3 separate regions of the Ovis aries genome follow, and regions 2 and 3 are each linked to region 1. The links are chromatin contacts, called in public Hi-C maps. All regions are on one chromosome and are shown on one strand. Each heading gives the region's core, a stretch centred on a gene start, on an enhancer-like site or on the middle of the called end of the contact. The rest is flanking DNA. Distances are from core to core; before and after follow the strand shown.

Region 1 (3,695 bases), core at 385-2,884:
CACAAATGGCATGCAAAGGCCAGAGCACTGGACTTGGAGCTGTGGGACCTCAGGCAAGTCCCTTCCGCTGTCAGAGCCCCAAGTTTCATCTGAAAAATAGGGTATGTTCTCCCTAAATCTGTTTTTAACCTTGCTACCTGGCACTGAGTAGATGCTGAAAAATTGTTGGAGGAAACAAACTTGGAGAATTCTTAAATCTGAGGGGACACCGAGAGAGTACTGGATGGGCTGGCTGGGTCCCTTTACTCCTGCCAAGGGATGAAGCAGGTGCTGAGGACAACAGCCCCAATGAAAGAAGAGACTCGGAAGAAACCCCAAGGAGAGGGTGAAACAGAAGGAAGGTTGCCTCTGAGCCCTCCTCCCACCCAGCACCCACCCAACACACAAGGCCCACCAGCCTTCATACTCCCTGTGAACCCTGTTTCTCCTTCAAGGGCCAACTCAAGGACCCCCTCCTCAGGCAAACGTCCTGGCCACTTCAAAGAGACCCTCCCACCCAGGTGCCTTGGACCTCCCCACACACACTCTAAGCAGCAGTCACCCCCTTTCAGGCTAACCAGTCCAGATCAAGAGCCCCCTGGAGAAAATCCCCACCGTCTCAGCTCCCAGCTGGAAGGAGGTGGCCCCATGAACGATTCAGGACAAGAAGGAAAACAGTGTCAACAAGAGTTAAGTTGGCGACTTCCTTGACTGCGTGATTTCCCGAGTGTCATCCTTCTCTAAGACTGAGGTCCCTATCTGCAGGCAGTCTCGGGGAAGGAGTCAGGCGTTTCTGGCAGGGCTTCCCCCATACTAGGTACACCATAATAGTCCCTATTGTCATTACTATTAGTTAGGAAAGAAAGGAGAGGTTACAGGACCGGTGATTAGGACACTGGATGTCTGCTCTCAGACCGCCTTTAGACCTCAGGCGTTTGCCAGGGGCACGCCTCCAAGCCTTCTCCATCTGGGGAGATCAAAATTCACCAAAAGATCAAAATTTGGGGTTCTTCCGTCAGACCAAAGGAGAGGACGGCCCTTCTCCGAGTGTTCTCTGAGGCCCCTCGACCAAAAAGTCAGAGTCAGATCCCACATTCTCAGCGACTGAGGGGACCTCGAAATCTCTTTCCCCTGAGGAGTCCCCACAGGTCCCACGAGGCTCTTGCAAAAGCCTTGGGTCCAGTGGGTCACCCGGGGGTGCGACAGATCAGGAAGGAGATGCCGCGTGGCCGGGAGTCGGAGTTGCGCGCACCTGCCGCAGGTGAGGCCCAGCCATGCGGAAGGGGGAGGAGCCGTCGCAGCAGCACGCAGGTGAACCGACCCTGGGCTCCCAGGAACTAGGCCGAGGGCTGCCACGGGCTCCAACGTGAAGGCTGCGAGGCGGCCACCTCGCAGATAGCGGCCCCCGTGACTCCAAGTCCCGCGCGGCGCGGCGGCCCCAGGAGAACATTCGAGGCAGCGGCAGCGTTGGAGGCCCCGGGTCCGTTCGGTATTTGAATAGCACAAAGGAACCGCCTTGGTCTGATTGGCCAGCTTAGAGGCCCCGGGGCGGGCAGCGTCTGTCACTCGGGAGGTTTGGAGCACTCTCATTGGCTCATCAGGTGTGGGGCGGGGCCCGGACGCCCGGCTAAATAGCTGGGGCCCGGGCCGGCCGAGGCTCATTGCTTTGGCGCCGTCTGGGGAGCACGATCCCGCGGGTGGCGCGCAGCGCATGGTGGCGGCTCCTCTCGGAGCGCAGCCGACCCGCTGACCCGGGCTCCGTTTCCCCTGCCCAGCGCGTCCCGGAGGCCGGCTGGAAGCCGAAACAGCAGCAGCCTTAGCAGCAGCAACGGCCGCGGCTGCTCCGCCGCCGCCGTCTTCAAGGGAGCATGGAGTGCGCCCTGGACGCCCAGAGCCTGATCAGCATCTCCCTGCGCAAGATCCACAGCTCCCGGACCCAGCGCGGCGGCATCAAGCTGCACAAGAACCTCCTGGTGTCCTACGTGCTCCGCAACGCGCGCCAGCTCTACCTGAGCGAGCGCTACGCCGAGCTCTACCGGCGCCAACAGCAGCAGCAGCAACAGCAGCAGCAGCCGCCCCACCACCAGCACCAGCACCTCGCGTACGCGGCTCCGGGCATGCCGGCTAGCGCGGCCGACTTTGGCCCTCTCCAACTTGGCGGCGGCGGGGACGCGGAGGCGCGCGAACCGGTCGCCCGTCACCAGCTGCACCAGCTCCACCAGCTCCACCAGCTGCACCTCCAGCAGCAGCTGCACCAGCACCCGGCGCCCAGGGGCTGCGCGGCGGCGGCGGCGGCCGGGGCGCCCGCGGGCGGCGCGGGGGCGCTCTCGGAGCTGCCCGGGTGCGCCGCGCTCCAGCCGCCGCACGGCGCGCCCCACCGCGGGCAGCCCTTGGAGCCGCTGCAGCCGGGTCCTGCGCCGCTGCCGCCGCCGCCGCCGCCCGCGTCTCTCTGCCCGCGGGACCCTCGCGCCTCGGCCGCCTGCTCCGCGCCCTCCGCGCCCCCTGGGGCCGCCCCTCAGGCCGCGGCCGCCGCCTCCCCGCCCTCCTCCCCGGCCCCCGCCTCCTCCCCCGGCTTCTACCGGGGCGCGTACCCGGCCCCCTCGGACTTTGGCGTGCACTGCAGCAGCCAGACCACCGTGCTGGACCTGGACACTCACGTGGTGACCACGGTGGAGAACGGCTACTTGCACCAGGACTGCTGCGCCTCCGCCCACTGCCCCTGCTGTGGCCAGGGCGCCCCGGGACCCGGCCTGGCGTCCGCCACCGGCTGCAAGCGCAAGTATTACCCTGGCCAAGAGGAGGAGGACGACGACGACGAGGATGCAGGCGACCTGGGGGCCGAGCCCCCCGGGGGCGTCCCGTTCGCCCCCTGCAAGCGCGCTCGCTTCGAGGACTTCTGCCCGGACTCGTCCCCGGACGCGTCCAACATCTCAAACTTGATCTCCATCTTTGGCTCGGGCTTCTCCGGGCTGGTGAGCCGACAGCCGGACTCCTCCGAGCAGCCGCCGCCGCTCAACGGGCAGCTGTGCGCCAAGCAGGCGCTCGCCAGCCTCGGCGCCTGGACTCGAGCCATTGTCGCCTTCTAGGGACCCCCGAGGGCACGGGGACCCGTGGCCCCGCGGGGCTGGGGCCAGACAAAGACTCGGCCAAGGGGCGAGAGGAGGGAACGAACGGGCGCCCGGCCACTCCGGGCTGAGCAGGGGGTGAGCAGAGGGAGACGACTGATGTTTTATAAATTGTAAAATAAAAAAAAAAAAAGAAATCTAAGATCTTGGACTTTATTTTTGCAGAGAGAAAAAGCGCCTATTTAAGTATGCTTTGTGTTTCTCCTACTCTTTTTTTATTATTATTGTAGTGATTGCAGTGGTGTTTAGCGAGGAGCCAGCCACGTGAGGAAGGGCTGCTGCCCGGAGGAGGTGCCGGGCAGCCGGGGGGCGAGGCAGGGCGCCCGGACCGCCGGGGCGCGCCGGGGGCGCAGCGCAGGAGGGCGCGGGGTCCCGGACGCCGATTCCAATCAGACGTCAGACCCAGGAAGCCCGGAGCTCTGTTCTCTCGAGTCCCTCCGCGGGGTGAGGAATGGGTCTTGTGAAATCCTGAGCAAAAACAAAGGCAAACTCTATCTCCGAAAGGGAGGTTTGGGTCACATTTCCTCTCTGGGGGCGGCCTCCAAAGTTCTCAAAATGAGAAGGCAGAAATGAAAACACTTCAACTTTTTT
Region 2 (3,695 bases), core at 340-2,839, 400 kb before region 1:
AGTGGAATTCTTGTAAATGAGATTATTCAGGGGACCTTGACATTTAAAGGAATCATGTCGTAAAGGAGGAAACAAGGAAGACGCAACAAAGACAGGAGGAGATTAAACTCTGATGGTGAATGAACCAGGTCTGAACGCTGGCTCTGCCTCCCACTGGCTATGCAAGCTAAGACATAACCTCAGTTAAGCAGGTGTCTTTATCTATAAAATGGGAACAATATTGACTTTACAGGAGGGCTGTGATGATTAAATGTGGATATAAAAGTGAAAAGTGATCCAGACACTGCTGGGCACATATTAATCTTAAAAAAAAAAAAAAAAAAAAAAAACAACCTCTGTCCAATGATATGCTCATCAATTCTCTCTGCTAAGTGTGAAGATCTAATGAGAAAATGTACTGAAAGGCCCTTATACACCGTGGCGTGTTGATCACACCTAAGGGATTATTCCTGCTACTGCAGGTGGTCAATCCAGTCGCTCACATGGCTCTGCCAATGGCAGCAGAGGGGAGCGAGCCTCCAGCCATGCAAGCACAGAAACCCTCAAGGTTTTGGTGACTCCAGGGCTTCTGGTCGCCACCAAAGCATGCCACATGTATTTACTTCCAACCCTCCCATAGTCCCTGGTACACACAGAAAAACCATTCACTAAAATGGAGCGATGCACACACACAGGAAACCAGGAACAGAACAAGGACAGAATCCAGACTTCTGACCCCCCTCAAGGTCCCCTTTCTCCCAGGGGCTCAGGCCATCTCACTGAGCAGACTCTATACATCCAGACCACGTGCAGTACAGCCCAGCCCCACTGGCAGGGCCTCTGACACCAGCTGTTTCTAACCCTTGTCTTACAGACACACCAAGATCCAGAGAGGCGCAGCTGACTGGGCAGCAGAGCTTGGGCCTTCAGATTTATGGCAGCCTCTCTGCCAACAGGCTGACCTTGGCTCCAAGGGCTCGGGGGGCCGGCGGGCTCTCTTTTGAAATAGCACCTCTGTTGAGCCGTCACTGGGGTCGGGTCCAAGGTGAAATATGAGAGCGACGCCTGTGTAACGGGCACGATACCCTGTGCCCGACTGTGATCTGAGCGGTTTTCCTGAATCCTCACACCCACCCTCCTTTGCGGGTGCGCGCCTTACCCGTCTGGCACAGGGGAAACTGAGGCTCAGACAGGGAAAGGAACTTGCGGCGGCGGGAGTCGGCGTGGGGCCAGTGCCCTGATCAGGCTTGCGGGGTCTCAGCCTTCCTCCACCCCGGGACCCCGGGGGCCCAGGGCCGGCCGGCGGACCTTCCGCGAGCGCGCACGTGGGGCCGAGCCCGCTCGCGCTCGGGTCACGTGAGGAACCGGGGAGGCCTCAGGGCACCCAGGCGGTTGGGGTCCGGGGCCTCCCCTCTCCCGGCAGCCACTGTCTCCGCCCCACCCCGCTCCGCCTCGCGCTACTCACCCCGGGTGGGGGCTCCCGGGACGCGGGAGAAGAGGACGGGGAAGCGGAAAAGAGGGGGGCGGCGGCGGCAAAGACCCCCCACCTGCCCACGACCAGCTCCGTCCAACCTCGGCTAGAAGCGACACCTCGCGGCGCGCGCCGCTTTTGCCCACTTACGTCACTTCCGCTCTTCTGAGGGCGGGGCCGCCTCGGGCTCCGCCCCGCGCGCGACTTGTCCCCGCCTCTCCCCCCCCCACCCCGCACCCTTGGGCTTCGGCCCTAACTCGACAACTTCCCTGCGCAGAGCTTATCCCACCTCCGGCTTGTGCACCAGCTCACTTGGAGCAGGCTTAAAAAGAGCATTTTGTGGGTCTTCCACTGGGTTACAAAAAAAAGAGGCGGGGGAGAGAGCCTTATTCAAGCCTTAACTCTACCCATAACAATTAACATCCTTAAAATATACAGATCCAAAAAAAAGTAAAGGAAAAATACCCTTGACAATGCCAAGGGGTTGCCACTCCAAATAAGCGGAACAAGTCCATGATGTTTCCATTTCGAAAAGGTTGCCCTTTCCTAGGTTCCTCCCAAACACAAATTCTGAATTGGTCCCTGAAGCAGTCGAGATGAACATGTGAGTTTGCAGGTGGAAGACCTTGTGAACCTCTCCAAGCCTCAGTCTCTACTTCCGCCAGATGCACAGAATAATTGCTCATTTTTCAATGCTCGAGGGTTACATCTGTGGGATACTGTGAGTTGAGCCTTCAGCCCTGTGTGTGGAGCCTGCTGTCGGTAAATAGAAACTGATTCATAATATTGGTCACTGTATTCATGTATAGCATAATATTCACAATATTTATCATAAATTCTTTTTTCCTAAACTGATATCCTGGCTTAGAGTTACAGTGCCTCCTGGACACTGCACACAGGAGGTGCTTAAATTGTGTTTGCTCTAATGAAGTGAAAGCTATAGTGGGGCAGTGGGGTGCCCTGAAAAGCCCCACCGTTTTTTGTTTTTTTTTTTAATATTTATTTGGCTGAGCTGGGTCTTAGTTGCAGCATGTGGGCTCTTAGTTGTTGCATTTGGGATCTAGTTCCCTGACCAGGGATTGAACCTGGGCCCGCTGCATTGGGAGTACAGTTTTAGCCACTGGACCACCAGGGAAGTCCCCGACCTGCTATTGAGTCCCCAGATCTGTCCATATTATGTAGCATCCTCCCTTCAGTTCAGTTCAGTCACTCAGTCATGTCTGACTCTTTGCCACCCCATGGGCCTCCCTGTCCATCACTAACTCCCAGAGTTTACTCAGACTCATGTCCATTGAGTCAGTGATGCCATCCAACCATCTCATCCTCTGTCGTCCGCTTCTCCTCCTGCCTTCAATCTTTCCCAGCATCAGGGTCTTTTCCAGTGAGTCACCTCTTCACATCAGGTGGCCAAAGTACTGGAGTTTCAGCTTCAGCTTCAGTCTTTCCACGATGAATATTCAGGACTGATTTCCTTTAAGATTAGCTTGTTGGATCTCCTTGTTGTCCAAGGGACTTTCAAGAGTCTTCTCCAACACCACAGTTCAAAAGCATCAATTCTTCGGCACTAAGCTTTTATTTTTCAGCTTTCTTTATAGTCCAGCTCTCACATCCATACATGACTCCCTAGGGCACTCCAGTTTAGACTTGATTCCCTGGCCTCGGACCCCTCTCCCAAGCTTCATTTTCCACACCTCTATGGCAGGAGGATAAATCTTGGGCAGCCTCAATCAGGAAGTTTCTATAATCTTTGTGGGTGTGGCTCTGAGTCTAGATCTTTCAGGGGGTGCCTAAAAATCCACCTCTACCTTTTTTTTTTTTTCTTTCTTGTCCATGGAAGACAAAGTCCCTTCCCTGCATCTGGACTCCAAGACTTTTCCAGGTCTGGCTGGGCCACTGACTTCCAAAGCCTCTTGCATCACTGAATTCCCAAGCCTCGCACATAATAGATATTCAATAAATGTCTGCAGCATATACAGGCTGGAGGGTTTCTTAGAAATCATCTAGGTAGTCTGGTGTTCCTCATTCATTTTCTAAAAATTCACATACCCTTAGAATAAATAGAAAAAAATTTTCACCCTCCTGACTCAATATTCTAACTTCCCAAGGAAGGATGCTCTTCCATCCCTGGTTGAGGAGTCTTTGCAGAAATACATTACATTGGGATTTCCCTGGTGGTCCAGGGGTTAGGAATCTGCCTTGCAGTGCAGGCGACATGGGTTCAATCCCTGGTGGGGGAAGTAAGATC
Region 3 (3,695 bases), core at 894-3,393, 280 kb before region 1:
CTTTTAGAGATGAGAAAACTGGTCTGGACTCACCCCCCCCCCCCCACCCTCTACCGTGGGCCTGCTCCAGAACACGCCCCTCCACCCACCTTGTTGGGTCTGCCCCGCTCAGCAGATGCCCCAATGGGTCCTCAGCCCTAGGTCGTTAAGAGCGTGTGGCAAGACAGAAGGGACTTGGGCCCAGAAACCCAGCTCTCCTGCCCATGTGCTGTGTGACTTTGGACGAGTCCCTTCCCATCTCTGGGCCTGGGGTCACCCAGCAGCACAACTCACTTACTGAGTCTGGGAAGATTCGTGGAGCACCTGCTAAGTGGCAGGTGAGGACACGGGACGTTCAGAAAGCCTAAAGGACTTGCCCAAGGTCAAGGCGATTTGAGACTGGAACCCCAGAGTGTGCCCTACCGGCGCCCCAGCCGACTCCACAGCCCCCAGGAGCGCCGCCGCCACCCCTGCGGCCCGCAGCGTGGGGTACAGGGGCCCCACGCGGTTCCGGACCGTGTCAGCCTGAAGTCAGGCCGGGGCCCCGCGGGGCTCAGCTCTGCACAAACAGACGGCGCGGGCCGGGCCGGAGGCGGCGATGACTCAGGGCCCCGAGACGGCCGGGAAGCGGAAAGTTTTGTGCCGATGACATCACCGGGCCGCGAGGGCGGGAGGGGGCCGGCTCCGGGAAACGGGGGCCTGGCGGGCGGCCCGGCCTGGGGCAGGGCGCGGGTGGGAACGCGCGGCCGCCACGCTCGGCCGGGCCGAAACAGATCCCAGACCCCGGCCCCGGCCCCCTTCTCCCCCCACCCTCCCTCCCGGCCCCAGAGCCTGAGCGCCCGCGAGGAGCGGGTTCCACCCCGCCTGCGAAGACGCCGCGCTCCCCAGCGCTCCGGAGGCACCGCATCCATCCTGCCGCGTCCCTGCATTTTAATTACCGCCATATTAATATTCATGAGCCGGGACTCAGGGGGACCGCGGGCTGTCATTTCCCTCGCCCGCGCACCCCCCGCACCCCTCTTCCCCGGTGGAGTCGCGGGTTTTCTCCCTCCCGCTCCCAGCCCCGCCCGCGCCAACTGTCGGTGCCCAGCCTATGTGGGGTGTGTGTGAGGGAGCGTGAGTGAGTGTGAGCTGGTGTGAGTGCCCTGGGCAAGGGTGAGGGTCGGGAGGGAAGGGCCGGGACACACGGCGGGGGGGGGCGGGGGGGGCTGAGTGTGAGGGTGGGTTGCGCTTGCAGGGTGTGAGAGTGTGTCTGCTTGTGTGAACGTGTGTACCTGTGGGAGCAGGGGCCTGTGTGCACATGCCTAACCCTGTGTGTGTGCCTTTGCGTGTGCACGCGTGTGCCCAGGCAGGTCCATGCATCCCCGGGCAGTCCCAGGGGCTGTTTGCCAGTCAGAGGGGGAAGGCAGCTGTGCGCGAGGTCTGACCTCGGGCAGGGAGAGGGGGTCACAGGATCTGACTGTATAAGTGGGGAAACAGGCCTGGAGAGAGGCTGGGGCTGGTGCAAAGTCACCCCTGGAAGTGGGTGGCCTGGCAAACCAGTGCCTCGGGGGCTCCATCAGGCCCCTTAGCACACCAGAACAGGCGTTGGTCTAGCTAGGGACACATTTGAGTCCACAGACCCAGCTTTAATGACCACCGTGGAATTGTGTGTGGGGGTCCCCGCTGGGGATTCTGGGGGTACCTGAAAGTTCCTCAGTGCTGTGAATACCCAGGGATCAGAGAGTGCTTCACCAGAGACAGAGCGGCTTCACCATGGTGCTCCTGGTCCCCATCCCTTGCCTCCTGGTCCTTTGAAGCCTGCCTGCACACCCGCCTCTCCCAGGCTCACAGAACCCAAGCAGTCTTGCCTCACAGTGGAGCAGGCAGACAAACGTCAGGTCCTCCTCCTTGGGCCTGGGATCAGGAAGTCACTCAGTCATCCATCCAACCAATGTGCAGGAGCCCACTGTGTGCCAGTTACTGTTCTCAGCACTGGGGATTCTGAGTTTAGGAAGAACCCACACCACTCTGCTCCCAATGCTGCTTGTCTCCACCCCAGGGTGGGGGTCTCTGGGCTCTCAGGGGAGGCTTTTGTCTCTCTGTGCACATGCTCACTGGGCGTAGGCGTCTAGGGCTCCTGTGCACAGAACATAATCCTCCACCCCCAGCCTTGCCACAGAGGCCCAGTTGCACACACACTGGGAAGGCCTGGCTATCGTCTTGGGCTAGTGGAGAGCCAGCCAGACACTGCTAGACAGTCTGGATCTTTGCTTCCCTCTCCTTCTGGAACTTGTCTTTCTCCTGGCCTCTAAGCCAACTAGTCACAGGGGTGGCCCATCCATCTTTTCCTGGGTGAGCCAAGGACTTCCTCCTTCTCACGTCCACTCTGCCCCAGTCCTGCCCTTCTGAGCACCCAGAACAAGCTGACTGTACCCTCCCTTCTGCCCAGGCAGGGCTGGGTTGGAACTCATGTCCCAGCCACGTCCCCTGAGCTTTCCCTCCCCACTCTTGGGGAGCTCTGTGGGAACACAGATCAGGGGACAGGAGGTACAGTTTGGGACTCTCTGGGAAGGAAGTCAGGGTTTTGCTGGGCTCCACCAGTCAAGTAGGAGTTCGCCTGGTAAATGGCGGGGAGAAGGAGGAGGAAAGGCATCCCAGGCAGAGAATGGCTTGGGGGGGGTGACTGTAGCCCCTCTTCTAGAAACCAGAGCGGGCCAAAGGCAAGAGATCTGAGGAGACAGGAGGGGTGGACTTTCTCCTGAAGAGCCCAAGGCAGGACAGCCTAGTGGTCAGGACTCTCGGGTGAGCCCATCCTGGGTGAGAATCCCACTCCACCTGCACTGTGAAGCTTGGGCAAGACACTGAGCCCCTTTTCCGCATCTGTCCATTGGGAAGAGCAATACTTTTTTCTCCTTTTTCTGCTGGATTCTATTCAGATTAAGAGACACTTGTCCCTAAAACACCCAGCACAGTGCCCGGTGCTCCTACAGGGGACAGTCTGTCCTCAAGGACAGAAGGAGGCCCCTGGGATAACTGTCCCCATTTAGCCCAGAAGGGGATTTAAGGCTCAGCCTGTGTCCCACAAGGGGGAGGAGTTTGGTAAGGACAGTCTTCTGGGGCAAGCAGGGACAGGCTGAAGCTGTCAATCAGGGGAGGCTCAGGCTCCAGGTCAGAGGAGGGTCTCCAGGTCCCACAGCCTCGGCTCCACTTGTCTCTGAGAAGATGCTGCCAGATCGCCCATAACTCAAAATGCCGGAAAGCCGGGAGTCAAGAGAGGTGGCCTGGGTCCACCAATCCTGGCTCAGTCCTGCTGCAGCCTCCCACGTCTGTGCCTCCCAGCTCTCCTCTCTCCTTTGAAAATTTTCTTCTTTTTTTTTTTTCTTTTGGAGTAGTTATACCTGTACAAGACAAAAAAATAAAAATAAAAATTGAAGGAAACACTATAAAAGTTCCCATAGTGCATCCTGAGTTGTCCTTCCGGTCTTCTGGGTGTAGGTTTCCAGGACATTTCCCTGCCTATAGAACTGCCTTTTTCCAACTCCTATGGGATGATACCCACCTCCGCTCAAAGACCTGCAGAGGTTCCCACGTGTACACAGCAAAGGCAGCTCTTCCAGGCTTTCAGCAACACTACCTCCTCTCAAGCTGCCATGCCTTTGCCCTTGCTATGCCAGCCTCTAGGGGCCTCTGCCAAAACTCGACATTGCTCCAGACCAGGCTTCCTTGTTGTCAGA

Evidence for each region. Hi-C and Micro-C count contacts between places; a contact is called where the count stands out from the background.
Region 2: a Hi-C map of mixed tissues shows a contact between it and region 1, with 5 times the contacts expected there. The contact joins the promoter of NTMT1 here to the promoter of IER5L in region 1. A contact is called at or near these places in 4 of 16 Hi-C or Micro-C datasets (liver, mixed tissues, muscle and 1 more).
Region 3: a contact with region 1 is called in a Hi-C map of omental adipose tissue, with 1.7 times the contacts expected there. The contact joins the enhancer-like site here to the promoter of IER5L in region 1. A contact is called at or near these places in 7 of 16 Hi-C or Micro-C datasets (blood, hypothalamus, liver and 3 more).

Annotation. Positions count from the first base shown.
Region 1 is chr3:7,288,407-7,292,101 of ARS-UI_Ramb_v3.0, forward strand. IER5L (immediate early response 5 like) reads left to right here and starts at 1,635. Exons shown (of 2, transcript XM_042245542.1): 1 at 1,635-3,548. The coding sequence starts at 1,848. The coding sequence ends at 3,065.
Region 2 is chr3:6,890,014-6,893,708 of ARS-UI_Ramb_v3.0, forward strand. It overlaps NTMT1 (N-terminal Xaa-Pro-Lys N-methyltransferase 1), which reads right to left and starts at 1,590. Exons shown (of 4, transcript XM_027966313.2): 1 at 1,445-1,590.
Region 3 is chr3:7,010,773-7,014,467 of ARS-UI_Ramb_v3.0, forward strand. It overlaps LOC121818990 (a long non-coding RNA gene), which reads right to left. Exons shown (of 3, transcript XR_009599737.1): 3 at 1,577-3,359. Among named protein-coding and RNA genes, the nearest start is that of C3H9orf50, 120 kb to the left of the region's middle. Within about 2 kb of position 2,144, at least 44 of the 54 cell types and tissues checked have an H3K27ac peak or open chromatin away from gene starts, as enhancers often do. A contact at or near this core is called in hypothalamus, liver and tail adipose tissue, where this site is marked.